Linked DNA regions of Anser cygnoides: all the other regions are linked to region 1. The links are chromatin contacts, called in public Hi-C maps. All regions are on one chromosome and are shown on one strand. The core of a region is the stretch at or near the end of the contact, and the rest is flanking DNA. Distances in the headings are between cores, read along the strand shown.

Evidence for each region. Hi-C and Micro-C count contacts between places; a contact is called where the count stands out from the background.
Region 2: a Hi-C map of liver shows a contact between it and region 1, with 1.8 times the contacts expected there. The contact joins the promoter of SNX16 here to the promoter of MRPL53 in region 1. A contact is called at or near these places in 2 of 7 Hi-C or Micro-C datasets (both in liver).
Region 3: a contact with region 1 is called in a Hi-C map of liver, with 1.7 times the contacts expected there. The contact joins the enhancer-like site here to the promoter of MRPL53 in region 1. A contact is called at or near these places in 2 of 7 Hi-C or Micro-C datasets (both in liver).

What each region holds. Positions count from the first base shown.
Region 1 is chr2:133,724,104-133,727,466 of Taihu_goose_T2T_genome, reverse strand. It overlaps MRPL53 (mitochondrial ribosomal protein L53), which reads right to left and starts at 1,609. Exons shown (of 3, transcript XM_013172413.3): 1 at 1,454-1,609; 2 at 898-1,010. The coding sequence starts at 1,542.
Region 2 is chr2:133,932,268-133,935,630 of Taihu_goose_T2T_genome, reverse strand. SNX16 (sorting nexin 16) reads left to right here and starts at 1,669. Exons shown (of 8, transcript XM_048068372.2): 1 at 1,669-1,775.
Region 3 is chr2:133,550,086-133,553,448 of Taihu_goose_T2T_genome, reverse strand. No RefSeq gene overlaps it. Among named protein-coding and RNA genes, the nearest start is that of ZNF704, 6.7 kb to the right of the region's middle. Within about 2 kb of position 1,473, at least 3 of the 3 cell types and tissues checked have open chromatin away from gene starts, as enhancers often do. A contact at or near this core is called in liver, where this site is marked.

The DNA of each region.
Region 1 (3,363 bases), core at 360-2,859:
CCGCTTAAGTCTTAATACATCACAGTTAGAGTCGTGGATGTGAAAGGCAGAGGCATGGGGGAGGGAGAAACAACCATTGTCAACACTAAAATAATTTGGCTTTCCTCAGCAAAGTTAAGTACATTCAGCACTTTTGGCATTTCTTGTGATTCACTAAATATATAAAAGCTTAAAGAAAAGTGGGTAACAGGAAAAAATAATAATGAAAACTTTAATGGGCTACATGCCATATTGGGCCATTACAGCACAGTAGGAGAGAAGATGCAGCCAGAGAAAAGGACAAAAGCAGATTACAGCCATCTGTTCATAGCCTTGAATCTGGGCTGCTTCCAGAACTGAGGAAATTTCCACCATCATCCCTTCCTCCTCACTGTACTCTCAAAGCAAACTGAGAAATTCATTGTACTCCAGTTGACCTCATTTTGCAAGGCCACCTGCACACGTATGGTCCTATACGAGCAGTTCCTTCAAGCTACATAACAAGTTACTCAATTGTATAAGCAGCTGAAAGTATTAAACTTCTCTGTTCTCAAGACCAAGATACCTCCACCACAGATAACAAAAATTTACAAAGTGAACAGATTCTTACATCAAAACAACGCTACACTTCCTTCCCGGGAACTCTGTTTGATTGTGTGGTCCCACAAGTACGTTACTGCAAAAGCAGACTCAACCCCACCAGATCTAACTAGTGCAAAGACAAACATACATGTTTCTATATATATCAAACTGTCAGTGACTACCTCTTCCTTTTTTTCTCCTGCTGCACAACGTTTAGGTGTGGACCAGAACCAAAAAAAGTAACCACAGCAAAAAGTATTGTAAAGGAGACGAAAACGCTGTAAAAACACAAACTTGGAAGGTTTTTTTTGTAAAGATTAAAAAAGAATTTCTTACCAAACATAACATCTACAAGTGGTTCAGACCCGTCGTGTCTCACATCTGCAGTCACTTCGCAGTTCCTGTTAGTGGCTTGTACTTTTTTACGGCTTATACATTCAAGAAATTTTCTGAAAATGTATTTAAAGATATATTGAGTACACGGTCGGTAGAAATTACAGTAAACATATGGAAGATATTTCAAAAGCTGATTTGAACAGCTTGACATGGCGGGGTGACAAAAGTATAAACATAATGGAATTTGTATTTGATAGTTTCAGACGTACTTTTTATGAGGTAATCACTTGTAAAAATCCAGATGGATGTTCCGTATATACTAACACGTAGAAGGAACTTTGCAAAACTTCAGTGCATTTCTCCCAGCTGGGTTAATAATAAGTTATTTAAATTAACTTGGGGTTAATTGAAATAACCCCAAGGTCACCGTGCCCCCCCCCGCCCCCCAGCTCCTCAGCGCAGGCCCAGGCCGCCCCGCCGGGCGCAGGCCCGAGGCCCAGGGCACACCAACGCTGCCGGGGGGCCGGGGCCGCTGCAGCCCCCCGGAACCCCTCACCTGGTGCTCTCCACGTTGGACTCGAAGGGGCAGAAGCGGACCACGATGCTCTTCACCGGCCGCAGCACTACGTTGATCCTGCCCGCCATCTTCTCGCTGCCCCTCTACTACAACTCCCAGCAGCCCCCTCGCAGAGGCGAGCAGTGGGCGGGCGGGCCGTCTGCCCCAGAGCCGCCTGGGAAATGTAGTCCGCGGGGCGGCTCTGAGGCGGCTTCCTACTCGGGTGTCCCTACAAGCCTAATTTAATGATCTGGGGCGCTCCAAGCTGTGCTTGTGTATAGTTAAAGGAGAGAGGCCAACCGACTCTTCCTTCGACTGTGTAGTGCCCTAAATGCCTGTTTAGGCATGGATTTAAGTACCCAAACCTAAACAGCATAAACACCTCCTCGGGTGTGAAGGTCTGCTCGAGCAGAAACCATTGCAGTCACTATTGCCTCAAGGCTTTGTACTGACCTGCTCCTAAATAGTGTTTGATTTTAGATGTGCCAACAGCACCTGTCTGCCCTAACGCTTAGGCATAACACCTTGATTATGTTTTGCACTTGTTCTGATGATGTTCCATGTTAGGAACTTCTTAATTGGAGTAGTTCTCTTAATATATTATAGGCGTAACTGTGATCCTCCAATGATACTAAAAAGAGGGGAAAAAAGTATATGGAAAGAGGTAATATTTTTGTTAGTCCAGTAGATAAAGTTAGAGAAAAAAGGCAAGCTTTTAACGTAAAATTGACATAAAGGATCTGCTCAGGGCGCCAGTACCACTAAAATTGCATACCATAAGCAGAGGTTATGGAATAAAACTTATGGGGAAGCTATCGTATTTTATCCATAAACTTAAGAATTAAGGTTGCTTGGGAAGTCTGTATTTATTTATTTATTTTAATTTTACTTCTATCCCTATTAAGTGACAGATTTTAATGTCATTCACAAGTACTGTAGTTTATTCAATATGATTGAGTAAATGAGGATATCAATGAGGATAAATATAACGTGTAGGCAATATGACCAAGGATAAATTAGAGGAAATATTTTGGAATATATCAACCAGAAGGGATGCTTGTTGTATTGGAAGTGAATACATTTTTTTCTGATAGGTTAGATACTCAATCTTTAAACAAAGGTTTTAAATATTCGTGTGGTTGGTGTAAGCTGTATATTTTCCACTAGATGGCAGAAACCTCCTTGATAAATTGTTGCAATGGTCTCATTACTTTGTTCTGCTCAATGCTATTGAGATCTTATTAAGGATTAGGGATAGGGTGGAATAAACCTAGTAGTAATGGCATTTGAACACGTTGTGAATTTTTATTTTAATATTCAATACAGACCTATGTTTCCAATCTACAGGAAATGCATTGAATATCTAGCATCCTTTGTAAAGGGTAACCTATTCTTAGAAGCTTATCTTTGTTTATTGGAAGTCCCCTGTGCTCTTTTTAAATTACACAGTTATTAAGAAAAATCATTCTCTTCACTGAGACTTAGCCAATAGAAATTAAATAGTAAAACTAAACTCAGAGGAGTCAATATAGTTTTAATGTTTTTATTCTCTGTCTTTCTCATTTTTAATCGTAGTCTTTCCATTATGGGAAAACAATACATTTCTTTGAAATGTGTTTTGAAAGAATCCTCTATAACCAATATATGTCTGATGTTAATAGAAACTTTTCCTGAGTAAGATATAAAGGAACAGATCCAGGACCAGGTAAATGGAATACTTTATACTTAGGAGTTAAAAGTAACTTACAAAATGTCAATATATCTTTATCATGACACAAAGAGCTTAATCTATTCTATTTAAAATCTGTAGCAAAATTTCCATCAGCTTCTGTGAGAGCACTGAAGGAATAGCATCAGTAAAGGACTGAGAAGAAATAATGATCACTGATTTTTCTAAGGGATCTACTCTA
Region 2 (3,363 bases), core at 420-2,919, 210 kb before region 1:
AAAAACTAAACTATGATAATGGTTCAGATGTGATTAACTACTATAGAAAAAAAATGTTCTGACCAAATAGAAGTTCAAATTCTCTGGTTTCTAGCAGTTTTTCTCTTCCAACTCTATATGCTAGAGGACATTTGTATCTTGACTGAGACAAAGTGAAATGTTGAGCATACCATGTTCAGCAGTGTGATTTTCAGAATGCAATTGATTAAATCTCCTCAGACATTATATAACGCATTTCAAAAATTCAGTATATTACCCCTGTTGAGTACTACATATTTGAAACAGACTTGGGAATTTAAACAGATAATTAGATCCAAAAATGTTCCCTGTGCCATGGCTTCTGTACCAGTCTTTGACAAATGCATTTCAACTCTATTAATTCTATTCATGATGAATGCAAGCTACCCTGCCAAATCTGAGGAAGTTAGTTGAAAAGAACAACATCAATTAAAAAAATAAATTCAAAATAAATTCCAGTCTGATGTGCTATTTAAACAATGACACACACAATAAAATAAAATAAAATAAAATAAAATAAAATAAAATAAAATAAAATAAAATAAAATAAAATAAAATAAAATAAAATAAAATAAAAAATAAAAACACAATTTCCTTTGACTTTAGGAATATAATCCCAGCAGAAGAAGCATTACACTCCAGTGGTGACACTAGCTCCCAGACTAGTATATATTGAAGGGGTAATGCAACAGGACTACGCTACTGTTTGCGATCACAGATCGGATCATCTCACTGGCCAGGTTTTAAGGTACCAGGCATGTTATAAGCAATCAGATCAACTGTGCTGGGTTCAAACACGAGGGGGAATATTTTTTGTTCCAGCATCTAACAGCGCCCACAGCTGTGAGCATGGTGAGGTCTGACAGCAGTCACTGCTACTGTGCTAGCAAGCTGCTGACACACAGAAATCCCAAATATCCAAAGTCCTCAAATACCTTCCAGATAAAGGACTGAAGGGCAGGGTGTAGGGGAATAAAAATAAAGGCAATTCCAGAAAAATAGACACGTGGCAGCCTCAGGATGGAAACTCAATGGAGGAACTTTCTCAGAAATTGTGTGTATTGTATCTGTATGGTGTGTAAATGTCTGGTGTATAAATATAAGGTGTATGAAGATAATGCACTTTTGGACACAGATTGTGCTGCTTTCACTTTCTCCACAATATCACACTCCTCGTTACGTACACAAGTCACTGAGATACTGCAAGGCTGGTTTATTTCCCACATTTTCAAGAAAAATAATGATTTCCTCCTGCGGAGAACACACTCGTCGCCTTTATCCGTGAAATTTAACATGGAACGCCACTACCACAGCTGTTAAGCAGTCACGCCAAAATCTATCGCGACATAGCAGTGACCTGCAGCGCTGTGGCGCGCCACGGCGTTAAAGTTATATGACGTTAAAGCGACATGACGGTAAAACCACGCCACTTGCAGAGCACAGGGGTTGCGCAGCAGGGACTCACAGCCCGCCTCGTCCCACCCAGGGCCAGGCTCGCCCTGCCGGGGTCCCGCAGCCCCCTGCCCACCCTCGGGGCAGCGCTGCGGTGACGGCCGCGCACAAGGCCCGCAGGACCCCCCACGTTCCGCCCCTTCCCTCTGGAACTACAATCCCCACCACGCCACGCGCCGCCTACAGCTCCCGAAATGCCGCGCGGCAAGCCGCCGCCGTGAGCCGCCCGGCGCTGCCTTGGCGGGGCATGACGGGACTTGTAGTCCGCGCGCCGCCCCGCGCCTTCTTCCTCCTCCTAAGCTCAGGTACCGAGCCGCGAGCCCGCCTCCCCGGCACCCGGGGCGGGGCGGGGCGGGGCCGGGCCGAGCCGAGCCGAGCGGGGCGGCGGCGGCGGGAGGCGAGCGGGTGAGCGGGGCGGGGGGCGGCCGGCAGCGGGGGTACGGCGGCGCTGAGGCGGTTGGGGGCCCGCGGCGGTTAGTTTGGGGCGTGGGGGGGGGGGGGCGGCCTGGGTCCCCGTGAGGGGTTGTGAGGGGGGAGGTGGGGGCCGTAGGTGAGCCGAGCCGGCACCGAGTCGTCGTGGGGTGGTTGGTTGGTTGGTTGGTCTGTTTTGGAGTTGTAAAAGCGAACACAGCAAGAAGTTTCTTTAATTTTTTGCTGTAGTTCTTAAGGAACCAGTGTGCCGTAGTGCTTAAATCCTAAAAACGGGTCACCCGGGCTTGGTCGCCCAGGCAGAGACCTGCTGACTGTAACTGAGTGGTATCGCGTAGCCGAAACTCTTCTAAATCCCATTACAAGCCTTAAATAAGGCTTGTTCTGTTTTATGATCTGTTATCCTTGAATTGGATGGCCTACGTGTTTCTCCCTGAGCCTAAAAGCCATTAGCTTTTAAAAGGGGTTGGAATTGCAACAGCTTCAAATTGGAGGCAAAGCCTTTTAAGTGGTTTTGTTGTAGCCTTCTCGCCTCACCTACAAAAAGGGAGGCGAGCGCTGTAAACACCCAGCAGGGTACGTTGCTGTCAGGCCGTCCTGTGGCATGTGACGGCAGGGCTCCTGGGACTCCGTCCTATCCTGTTTCACGCTTAGCAGTCAAGTCCAGCAAATGTTGTCACCTTTTTATTTCATTCTTAATTTGCAGTTGGGGATCAGACTGAACCAAACACGGGTTCTGAACAGGGAGCAAATTTCTTATTAACGAGTAAGGTAGTTAAGTACTTAGACAAGAAAGAGAGCGCGACAGCTGGTTTATATTATAGGTGTCACGAGTGATCTGTTTATTTGGAAAGTTGGTGGGGTGCGATCGTTCCTCTGGTTTAACCCAGCGGTGTGAGCCCAGGCTGCTGTGAAGCTTGAATAGTGCCCACCTAAATCTTCATTCCTTGTTGCAATGATGTGAGCAAGGAGCACTGTGACTTGTCCTAAAGTATCTCATTAAATTGCTTTCTGTTTCTTCTGTGACGTGAATTGGCAGTAAGCCTCTATATACATAGAAGAACTTAAGACCTGGAGTTGTGACCCTCTTTTGAGCATTGTGCCATTTTCACAGGTTTAACCTTTATGAAGTGTATATTAATGTGATTTTACACCCTGTTGCAATTCATAACAAATATTTTAGATATCTGGAGTGTTTGATACTTTTACAGTTTAAGATGAATTTGCATATGCATATAAGTATGGTAAGTTCTGATTTAATATCCTTCTATGTTTTCTGTTTCCTTGAAAAACATATATCGTATTAAATGACATGGCATGCCGTTAGCTCACTTGACCGGATGCTTCCATTGCTCAAAGAATACTCTTCTGTTACTCTTCAGAGTTATAGGAACATGGGTGAGATACTGATAGTATCAGCTCCTTTTATTTAACTATGGGTGTGTATACTGTGAGCTTGAGCAA
Region 3 (3,363 bases), core at 224-2,723, 170 kb after region 1:
CTTTAGTTATTAAACTTAAAATACTCAAATAATGGTTCGTGTGACAGGCTGCTCACCTAATGCTTTGTGGTAGAAGAGGTTAATTCTTCTTTAAAAATAGAGCCAGTTGTTCTGCAAGATGAACTTCCTGCTCCTGTAAGAAAGAGGTAATCTAGGTCCCACGTCTTTTAAGTCTGGGTTTGCAGCCAACTGAACTTCTGAAGGCAGAAGGGGCAACGTGACCACAGACATAGAGACACAGAAAGAAAGTGATCCAAGTTGTTATCAGAAGCTGCATCAGACATCTTCAGGACACTTACATGTGTCATGGGTAATTATCACAAGCCGCTTTTAGAGGTGTGTAATGTTCATTTGATCACCTACTTCTCCTTTATCCCAGTAAACTCCCTGTGAAAAAGAGTTGTGTTCGAAGGAAAGTTATATGAAGAAATAAATATCAGAAACAAAATTATCGGTTTCATCATCTCTGCTTTCATTCCATGCCCTGGGGCTGCTCCTTCATTCCTACTACTTGACCCCGCCAGCCCCTCACTCCTCTTTCGCTGTCCTTCCTCTGTGCCTACAGCTGTCCTCTGCTATTTTGTGTTGCTCCTTCTCTATGTTGCTTTATTGAGCCGCTTCGCTCTGCCTTTGTTTTCTGCTTTGAGACTGTTTATCTAAGTAACACGTTCCAAATGACTAACTCAGCCAAGGCAGTAGATGCTTCAATAAATTGTAGCTCAAGTAAAACTCATTATCTTGCCATCTACACCAGCCTTGCATTGTGTTAGCACGTTCTGACCAAGCAGCTTTAACACCAAGAGGAGGGAAGCCTCCAGGGTTACTCGGGTGGCTTCTCCCTGGGCTCTCCTCTTCCTTCCGCCCCGACCTCCCACCCCGCTGCTCTGTTCCTCCCACAACAAAGCCTGGAGTAGCAGCTCATTCATATTCTAAAAAAAATATATAAAAAAATGTTTATACACAAATAAGTTTGTTCTGTACACAACCGAAAAAGAACCCTTTGTATCTAATAACACTTTCTGTACCCGCAAGGTTTCCTTCTTGCTCACACAAATCGCTGATTAAGATATAACACACCGCTACCAAAGGGAGCCAGCAAAAGAGAATCACTCTGGTGGCTCTAAACAAAATTCAGCCAATTGTAAACAACAACAAAAAATAATTAAAAGATAATAATTCCAGCCAGAACATTACTCTTGAAAAAGCAATCACAAGAAAATACTTAAAATACTTCAAAATTATTATTATTATTTTTTTTTCATTTTAACAGATCTTCCCTCTCAAAACGAAAGCAAAGCCCCAGCCACCAGGCAGAGCAATAAATGAGATTTAGGACGTGAAATGTAAAAATGTTCGCTGTTTCCTGGGGAGGGCTGCTGCAGTTTAGGAACTGAGCTCGCCGCAGCTGCAAGTCACAGCCTTGACTGCACTGCGAGCTCAGGAAGTGTATTCTGCCCCAAACCCACAGCCTGTTTAATGTTACACGCTTACATTGGTATTACGTCTGTAAAATATGTAACTGAGGGAGTACAAACTGTCCCGATCTAACTCAGCTCATAAACTGCGGTTTCCAGTTGGTCAAATTTTAGCTTGAAAACGATGAGATGCGACTGAGCAAAGTTTTGGTCTTTGCATGCATTTGCCGATTGCCGACTGTTTACTTATTTCAAGTTTCCAAATCTTATTTATTTTCACCACAGACGAAGGTTACAAACGCTCTACTTGGATTTTTTTTTTAAAAGGGAGCTGAAAGTCTTACGCAATACTAATTTGCTAACGGGGGCTTTGAGACGTTTATTTACGAGTTATAAAACCGCTTATTTCAAGCGGGGGGCTTATTGACGGGGGCTCCCCTCAGCGCCAGGGGCGCCGGCCGGCCGCCATTTTCCCCCCCTCCGCCCCTCACGCGTTGCCGCGCAACGGCCGCCAACGGGCCGCGCGCGCGGCGGGCGGGAATGGCGGAGCTGGCTGAGGGGGCCGCGCATGGCGGCGGCGGGCGGGAGGAGGAAGCCGAGGGAAAAGCCGAGCGGGATGGCGGCCGGGAGCACGGGGACGGGACCGACGGAGCCGGTCGGGCCCTCGCGCAGCCGGGGGCATTGGAGCGAGGGGCCGGTGGGCGCGGAGAGCCTGTGGAGACCGGTGGCGCCGCTGCCCGCCTCAGCTCGTCTCCGGGTGTGTGACGGAGAAAGGCGGGGAGAGGTCTGGTGCCGAGCGAGACGGCGTTGTGCCTGTCCAGCTCCGGGGTGTTTGGTGGCTTTATTTATTTATTTTATTTTCCTGGAGGAGAGCAGGGAGGGAGAGGCAGGAAGAGGTCAGGCGGATTTCCCTAGGGGAATGGGGCGGCTTGTTTCCAAAAGGGGGCGGGGGAGGAGGAAAGAAGCGACTCAGAGGTGGCTTTTCCAGGGTTAGTTTCGGTTTGGTTTTAGTTAGGGGAAAACGGGCCGTCCAAGCTGTCAGGTTTTCGGAAGACTCCCCAGGAGCACCTCCAGAGAAACCTCCATCAGGGAACTTCCCTGAAAAACACAGCAAACACGGGTCTTGATGAGCCCTGTGTACCCACTACGAATTGGGAACACGTACACCGTGGAGCATGGCTCCAACCCTCAAACTGGTGTCCTGGCTTTCAGTTAATAAATTCAGAAAATCTTCGTGGTTTGGGTGATCCCCAAGTTATCTGGCTAGCTGGTGTTTCCCTTAACTTCTAATTACTATAGAATTTACTTAAAGAGCCTTTGGGGTTAATGTCAGCGTGGTAATGCAAGCCAGAAATCTGGAGTGCTGTTTTCCAAGCAGAGAGCATTCATTTCCAAGATTGAGAATTTACGCAAATAAAATTATGCTATCATAAGATAGGTAGCAGTATGATCAAAATAAAATTGTATCTGTTGCTTAATTTATTGGATGAAATGTTTTTATTGCTGACATTGACTGACAGCTATATAATTCTTTTCCTTGATTCCACAACATTTACGGTGGAGTTTCCATGTAAAAAGTGAGTCTGTAAGTACCGTTTTATGTGGTCCTGTTATGTTTTCCCGAGTGCTTGATCTAATTTGTTCATTTTGAAAGGAACAGCTAGTTATTTTCTTTGTAATTGCTACCTCTGCAAATTCAGTCTTGACTCTTAAGAGTCAAGCTGAGTTCTTTGACACTTCACTGAGAAAGGGGAAGTTGGCATGCCAGTCTTGCAATTTTTTAACATATGTTTAATTTAACTTACATGGGAAGTTCCACCTAAATTAAGGCAATGAATACACTGAAAATAATGTTTCACTTATTGTCTTTCCTTTTCTATGTGCTTCCGTTTATTCTGGTAGCATTTTAGGGATCATTATTCACACCCATTGCTATTATGCACAAACC